2 separate regions of the Capsicum annuum genome follow, and region 1 is linked to region 2. A link is a contact called in public Hi-C data. All regions are on one chromosome and are shown on one strand. Each heading gives the region's core, a stretch centred on a gene start, on an enhancer-like site or on the middle of the called end of the contact. The rest is flanking DNA. Distances are from core to core; before and after follow the strand shown. Region 1 holds the start of LOC107871114 (zinc finger CCCH domain-containing protein 29). Region 2 has its middle 15 kb from the start of LOC107871113.

Region 1 (4,545 bases), core at 1,573-4,072, 49 kb before region 2:
AGTTCATGACAGCTTGAGCCACTGCAGCTGCAGAGTCGAATCCATATGCTGAGGGCTGCTTTCTCAGCGGAGACGATGATTGAGGAATGTTAGAATAGCTTGATTGGAATTGGTTCATGTTTTGTCGCATCTGAAGCCCGGTTGGAGATTGCATCTGGGAGCCGCCGTTACCTGAAACCTTGGGTGAGAGACCTTGCAAATGAGAAACCGATGGAGAATACAACTGAGAGCTGGTGGTGGATGCAACTCTTGGAGATAGGCCCTGCAATTGAGACAGCAGTTGAGAATCCATGGATCCAAAAACATCATCAAGATTAGTTGGCTTCAGATCCCCCATCCTATTGTCCTTATTCCAACAGGATGGTGAAGAGAGACCAGCCATCTCATCTATCAATTGTTGTCTTAGTTGCTGCTGAGTGCGGATGCTTTCCAAGCCAAGCATATCCATGTCCAAGTCCAAGTCCCGAGCATTCAAAGACGTCTTTAGCCTACTACCAGGAAGCTGTAATGCAGGTGGGGTGATGTTCACCTTGCTCTGCCACAAGTTTCCACCCATTGGAGACGAACATGTAACAGCAGGAGACATCGGGGGTGTTGAACTAGTAGGCAGCAACATGGACGAAGAACCAAGCGCCAGTGGGCTCAATGTTGACATGTCCATCGAACTGACTGGAGTAGCCTTTGGAGAAGGGATAGCTGAACCGGTAGATGCATACAACGGGCGAAGCTCTTCAGGCTTGTGAGCAAAGAAGCAAACTTTCCTTGAGCACCCGGTCTCATCCTTGCAGAGACGGGTTCTATATTGGGCAGGATGAAGCCACGACTCAAATACACCATGAGCATATTCACAAGAATCACTCTTCGCACAAGCACCTTTCTTGAACTCGGGACATGGGACACATGTATAGTTGTACTTCCTTGGATCACGTCTCCTTGCGTTCTCCCCTGGATGAACAAAAGGGCATTCAGTCCAGTCATGAGAGTAAGCCCTGGAACATGGCTTAACCTTGAAACAATACATCCTGAAATCATCACTCCCATAAATCCCATCATTTATATCCGGCAAGGAAGTATCAATCGGATACTCTTTCTTCTCACTTCCTTCTTTCGTCATCTGGATTGCTTCTTTTCCTTCTTCCTCCTCCTGCTCAGCAAGCTCAGCCAAGCTGCCATTCAACAACAACTCCAGTGATTTCCTCTTCGAATTCCTTAACGACTTAGGAAACGAAGCAATCACATCACAGGGTCTGTTTCCACTAGAATCACAAACATTAACATCAGCAGAAGCATCAATCAAGATCTTGAAAACCTCAATCGATGATTCCAAGCCACCAGCTGCAGCACAATGCAGAGCAGTTGCACCATCAGAACCACAAGCCCTGTTGACATCAACCTTGCCAGTTCCAAGAATATACTTCAAAATCTCGGTACTTCCATACATAGAAGCAATCATCAAAGGAGTCCTCTCTTCAAATCCCATCTTTTTCGAACCAAATCGTCTACCATACCAAAAGCTAAACTCATCAACAGCACAACCTTTCTCTACTTCACATATGAAGCCAGCAAGATCATCTGAAGCTGATAATTCAAGCAATTTTGAGCAATTTCTACTAACCCCATCTTTCTTATCCATGTTTAGATCAGAAGGACAAACTTTACTCCTTGTCCCAGTGCACATCAACTCCTGCAAGTCATCAAGAAGCTTCAGATTTAGATTTCCAAAAGTAACAAACGTGTAAAATCTAAATAAATCCTGAATCAGAACTATTAACTTCACAAGCAAATCGAATACTGAATAAAAAATGTAACTTTTTATCTTAATTTAATGAACATATCATAGAAAAAGAAAGCAAAAAACATTAGATCTCATAAGTTTCAACAAAATCAAGAAAACACATGCAACTAATCAACAAAAAACTAAATCCATCACTAGAAAGTTTCAACCTTACAATATTTTCCCAAAATAATTCCATACCCATAAGCATAATTTACCAAATAAAGGAACAAAAACCCATACTTTAAAGGAAAAAAAAAACACAATAAAACTTGAAGCCCATCTCATAACTACAACTAGTCAACAAGAACTGAACCCCATCACTAAAAAGTTTCAAACTTCCAATATTTTCACTAATAACTCCATACCCATAAGCATTATTTACCATAAAGGGACAAAAACCCCATACTAGAAAAGTAATATACTAACAATAATTTTAAAAAAAATCTTGAAACCCATCACTAAAAAGTTTCAAACTTTCATTATTTTTCACAAAAAACTCCATACCAATAAGTATTATTTACCAAATGACAAAAGAAAGAACCCATACTAGGAAGGAAAAGAACACTGAAAAGTTGTGAAACCAAATCAAAGAGAAAAAAAAAAAGGATATTGAATTATTAGTTAGTTGTAAGAATTCTGAGTTGTTATTGTTAAGTATTATCATTTTTTTTGTTAAGAAATACTCGATACCCATAAGCATTATTTACCAAAAAAGTACAAAAAAAAACAAACTAGAAAAGAAAAAAAAGACTAAATAAATTTTGAGAACAAACAGTAGTACCTTAGAGATGGATAATATTTATTTCTTGAAAATCCAAGAGAAAAAAAAGGAAAGGATATTGAATTAGTTGTTTTGTAGAATTGTGAGTTGTTATTATTGTTGAGTATATTTTTCTTTGTTTGTGAAGAAATGAGTGAGGGGTTGAGAGGTATATATGAGATATGAGTCAAGAGGAAGCAAGGGAAGGAAGGTGGAAACTGAGACTTTTCTTCTTGGTTAGTTCTTTTTTTTTTTCTTCTACTTGTGTATATGGTCAAAGTCAAATCTTCAAAATTTGGTCTACTATACTAGAGATAATTATAGAGATGGTCCTTTATATTTGGAGTAAGTTTAAACCAGTGTATTTTGATTCTTTAAGAGATCGTTTGGTATGAGCTATAAAAGGATAACTAATATTGAAATTAATTTTTAAAAAAATTACATCATATCAGTGCTTAAACTCTTTAACTACTTAAATTTTTAATTTTTTTAATTAATTACATTATATTCAATTTACTTAAAAGCTCAAATAGATCACAGAAAAATATAATGTATTCGTGTAAAATTAAATTATGTGTCTAAGAAAAATATAATATATTCGTATAAACTTAAGTGATATATCCAAAAAATGTAATATATTCGTGTAAAATTAAGTAATACATACGAAAGAATGTAATGTGTATGTATGGATTTAAATAAGGGATTTTTAGTAATATTAAAAAGAGTTTAGATAGAAAGTAAACTTAGCTAATGATTGAGATTTATGTTGTTTTTACTTAATTTAAGACAAGTTTATCTTATATTTGTTTATGATAAAATTGTGGGATGACTTATTTTGATATGATAGTGTTGTTTTTATCTCACATTAAGGATGAAATAATAATTTTGAAATAATTAATCCTAAAATAACTTATTCCCTAATTAAATGAGCCTTAAGTTAGTCAAAACTAAAAACTTTTGATTTCTATCAAATATTTAACAAATTTCACCCCCAGTGATTTTGATTAAATCCTTCTTTCACATTTTGGTCAAATTCAATAGATTATTACTCCTTCATGGCAATGTTCGGCCTGATGCAGAAAAAATATGAAAATATGAAAGGATTTTGAAATTTGTGACCTAAACCAGATCTTAAAAATTTGTGTGCTTATTAAAATATTTCATTAATGATGAAAAGAAAATTTTAAAATTAAATTATTTTTAGTTATAAAAAGGTTACTTAATCTATGTGGTAATGTTTGACTTGATGTAGAAAAAAATTAAAAATATGAAAGACTTTTGAAATTTATGATCTAAATAAGATTTTAAAAATTTGTGTGATTATTCAAATCATTTTATTAATGGTAAAAAGAGAATTTTAAAATTAAATTATTTCTGGTTATAAAAAATTATATACATCTTGAACAAAAGCATATCATATAAATTGAGTCGGAAGGATAAATATTGGACGCACGCTAAAAGTATTACTTTATTAATGAAATTTAAAGAACCAAAATTACTCAAATGATACTTAAGGAACTACTTTAAACTATTACAAAAAAGTAAGGGATGATTTTTGTAATTATATCACTAGCATTACATACCACTTGTGTGTCTTACTGGTTCCCACCTAAATGCAGATGAAAAATTCAGATGCAAACTCAAATGAAACTTAAATAAAATTCAAATGCAGATGCAAATGAAAAATGATTAAAAGAATTTTGAGCGCGTCTAAATTGTGGGACCCACTGCCACGTCAAATCTCCAATATACAACGCCCTCCGTTCCAACAATAATTATTCATTGTTAACTTGATATATATATTAAAAAACAATACTTAACAAATAAAGGTAGTTATTTTTAATAGCAAGAGTAAAATGAGTAGAATAATTTAAACCGAATAACTATTATTAGATATTTAATTTTATATAAGGAATAAGTATTATTAACCAGAGAAAGTACTCCCCTCCGTTCTATTTTATATTAATGTTATTTTTATTTTGTTAAAAATATTATCTTACTATACTTA
Region 2 (4,112 bases), core at 39-2,538:
TTTTAAGTGAAGGATACATATAATTTTAGGTAGATTCACGATAATAATACTACATTTTAGCTTCTTCTTTTTTTAATTTAAATCCGCATATACCCGTAATTTGCCTCCCGTCGTTTTATTTAAAAAAACCTACTCCAACCCGTTCTGCATCCGTCCTGCACCCACATAGCCTAAAACCCACACCGTTCTATTGTCATTCCTATCTCCAACATAGTTGTCTAGCAACATCACCGAGTCAGAAAATAAGTATCGAATGAGTTTGAAAACTTTACGTTATAGAGCATCAGATTAATGGCTAGGGAGTAATGAAAATCATGATGCAGTTAAAATGAGGGGTATAGATATATTTAAAATAGGAGTGTACATGATTTGGTTGGCTCGAATTTCTTAAATATCAAATCAAAATATTTTCATTGGGTTTTTTAATCTATAAATCAAATCAAATCAAATTAATAAAATTTAAATTTTTCAAAATTTTGGAGTTTTTCGTGTTTTCTCAATTTTTTCGATAAAATCTTCATACAAATATATAATTAACTTGTGTTTCAAATATTTCCTTAGTCCTAGGCTCATAGCAAGATACAATTATCTTAGATATTCCTTAAAATATGACATTAAATATTAAATAAGAAAATAAATTTAAGTTATATATTTATAACAAACTAAAGAATGGATATCCAACATTATTGTCACTTCTAGTGTTTAATTAAATATTTTTGTTAGCACTAAAATTGATTTAAGTCTTACTTGAATTAATTATTAATATATATGGGTTATAAAACTTATTGGACCATTCAGAGTTCTAAGATTAAGTTTGAAATAATATGTTGGAAGATAAGCACAATGAGAATAGTTTAAGAAATATTATAAATTAGATCATAGTAAATATTTTAAAAAATTGTACAAATATAATATCTGATTGGTTTGACCTTTTTTAGTTAAAATCAAACGAAACTTATTATAGTCAGATTTTTTTCAACACCAAATCATTAGTCGATTTTTTAATTTTTTTTTGAAAAATTCATGCAAAATGACAACCCACTATAATTATTTACAACTAAAATGTCCCGAATTTATAATATTATCGGAAATGACTCATTTTGTATATATAGTAATTACATATACCTTTTTCTGAAATAGTTGTTCGGCTAAATTAATTACCTAAAGTTTTTGATCATTCAACCATTTTGATCTTCTACTGCTCCTTCGTTGGTCGTTCATCTTCTTCATTTTCCTCCTCCTTTCTTCCTCCCCCATCCTCCTCGTTTTCCCCTTCTATATTCAATCATTAAAGCTTCTTTAAAAGCTTGATTTTAAAATTCAATCTACTGTAAACATGAACTGTTTCGAGTGAGTTATGTATTAAAAGATTTGAAACATCGAAAGAAACTCATATTTAAATTTGAAGTGATTTAGAGGAAATTTTATGTTGGTTAAATTAAATAAAAAAAAGTAAAATTAATTGCAAAATGAAAACAAACCCAAAGCTTTTTTTCGGATTGGTTGAATTTTTTCGGTGAAATTCAAGTTGGTCACGTGAAGAGCTAATCAGATTTGCTAAATTTTGTATGTTTTTCAGTTTGGATGTCAGAAATTTGATGATTTATGAAAGATTTTTGGTTCATATAGTTGAAATTATTGTTTTTTGAATAAAAATTGAAACTAAATTTGATCTTTTAATCGTTAACAGAGGATTGAAATGAAGAAGAATGGATGGATTGATGTGTCGATTTTGTTGTTTGAAATTAAATTTAGGTGTTGTGAAAAATAACAGTTATGAAACTGGAGAGCAAGATGCACTCACTTTGTTTTTAGTTGAAAAATGTTTTGATTGATGTATTCTTTAGTATTGTTGTCTCCGCGAGTTAAAGAGTTATGAGGCTTATAGTTTCTAATGAGCCAATCAGTAAAGTGTTTCATGCCTTATAATTTTCCTACGGTGATTAATAAGGGTGTGTTAATTACCGAGTAAAGCATCCAGTATCCCCTTGAACTATGATCAAATTTGCTACGACACACTCCAACTTTACAAGGATCGCCTATTACCCCTAAACTCGGTTTTAGTGTATTTTTGTCATCCTTTTTAACTGACACAAAAGAGTGTCAAAAATAAACTAAAATTGAGTCCAGGGAAGTAATAGGATTCATGTGAAGTTGAAATGTATCGTAGCAACTTTGACTATAGTCCGAAGGGATATTGGATGCTTAACTCTTAATTATCAAAAAAGAAAAGAAAAAATTATGTAAATGAAAATGAATTTTGGCGTCATTAGAAGAAGGAGGAGGAGGAGGAGAAGAAGAAGGAGGAGGAGGTGGAGAAGGCGAAGAAGAGGAGGAAGAGAAGGAAGAAGAGGAAGGAGAAGGAGAAGAAGAAGGAGGAGGAGGTGAAGGATTGGAAGAAGAAGAAGAAGCAAATGAGAAGGAGAAGGCTACATGTTGTTTATAAAATATCGACATGTGTTTATATAATATTTATACAATATAAATATGTGTTTATACAATATTTCTACAATACCAATATGTGTTTATACAATATTTCTACAATATTGATATATATTTATACATTATTTATAAAACTGATACATTCCATATATGTTACATATTTGTTTATGCAATATTGATACATTCCATATATACTACATATCCATTTGCATATCACATATACATGTTTATACACCATTTATATAATATTGATACATAAAAAAAAAAAAAATTTAAAATAATTTTTTTTCTTTTAATAAAGAAAAGCGCAACAAAAAAAGTTTTATTTTTAAAATATTAATGCTGGAAAAAGAAAAGAAAAATGAAGAAAATAGTCTAATGGTCATTTTAAGTAATAAACAAAACCTTGACTATTTTTTTAAAATAATTTACTTTTTTATATATAATTAAAACTTTCTCCTTTTTTTCGATTGCGGTTCATTTTTTCACTCGGAGGAACCTATTTTCCTACTGTGGATTCCAAATCATGATATGCATATTTTTCAGAGCAAAAGAATCTTTTGCCCATGTTCTCTTCAATAGATCCACTAACGTCTCTCTTTTCCACTAACGTTCCAGTAACGCTCCTCTTCTCCGACTGGTCGGCCGGCGCCGACGCCGGCAACAGGTAAGAGTACCCTTTTTTGCCTCTCCATCGAGCCCTCTCTCTTTCCCTAGCTCTCCTAAGCTACTTCTCTCTCTCCTTCCCCTTTCCCCCTCCTTCTTTTTCATCTAGCCACTGTAATCGTCGGCGAGATGGGGGTTTACGCCGGATTGACTCAGGCGACGGCCACCAGAGCGCAGATCTGGTAACGCACAGTAGAAGATCCAGCGACAGGTAAAGTGATTGTGAAAATCTGACGCTATATCTGCAGTGTATTTATATACACACAGTACACTAGAGTCATACATACACTAGAGTCTTAGTACAAGTTTTAAACTAGATTAGAGTTTTGTTGTAACATGAACTCTACTAGTAACATGATATTAACTACTGAAGCTTATCACTAACAACTAGAGCTTATCTCTAAGTAATCAATGAAAACACATGGATATGTCTTTGGAGAGAACTTGCTGCTTCCTTTGATGTAAGGAAAACACCTACACCCAAATACTTTCAAGCTATTATAGTCAGGATGTGCTCCATGAAACTTATGAAAAGGTGTTTCCTTCTTAAGAGCCGAAGATGGTAGCCTATTTATTAGAAAAATAGCTGTAAATAAGGCTTCTGTCCATAGAAACAAAGGCAATTTAGCATGGAACAATAGAGTTAGACCAATTTTTACCACATGCCTATGGTTCCTTTCTGCAATACCATTTTGCTCAGGTGTATTTGGACAAGAAATATGTCTAACAATCCCACAATTTTCCAAGTGATTAATTAATTGAGAACTAGAGAATTCACCACCTCCATTACATCGGAATATTTTAATGCTTTTAGTGAACTGTTTTTCAACCATCTTTTAGAACTTACTAAACACTTCAAAGAAGTTTGATTTTCTTCTTAATGGATAAAGCCATGTGTATCTACTATGATCATCTACAAACAGTGCATAAAATCTCATATGTTGTGAAGACTCAACAGGTGCAGGGCCCCATATATCACAATGAACTTTTAGCAAAGGTTCTTT

Evidence for each region. Hi-C and Micro-C count contacts between places; a contact is called where the count stands out from the background.
Region 1: a contact with region 2 is called in a Hi-C map of leaf, with 2.3 times the contacts expected there. The contact joins the promoter of LOC107871114 here to the enhancer-like site in region 2. A contact is called at or near these places in 2 of 5 Hi-C or Micro-C datasets (leaf and placenta).

What each region holds. Positions count from the first base shown.
Region 1 is chr5:203,395,709-203,400,253 of UCD10Xv1.1, reverse strand. It overlaps LOC107871114 (zinc finger CCCH domain-containing protein 29), which reads right to left and starts at 2,822. Exons shown (of 2, transcript XM_016717915.2): 1 at 2,559-2,822; 2 at 1-1,684. The coding sequence starts at 1,678.
Region 2 is chr5:203,345,522-203,349,633 of UCD10Xv1.1, reverse strand. No RefSeq gene overlaps it. Among protein-coding and RNA genes, the nearest start is that of LOC107871113, 15 kb to the right of the region's middle. Within about 2 kb of position 1,288, at least 4 of the 5 cell types and tissues checked have an H3K27ac peak or open chromatin away from gene starts, as enhancers often do. A contact at or near this core is called in leaf, where this site is marked.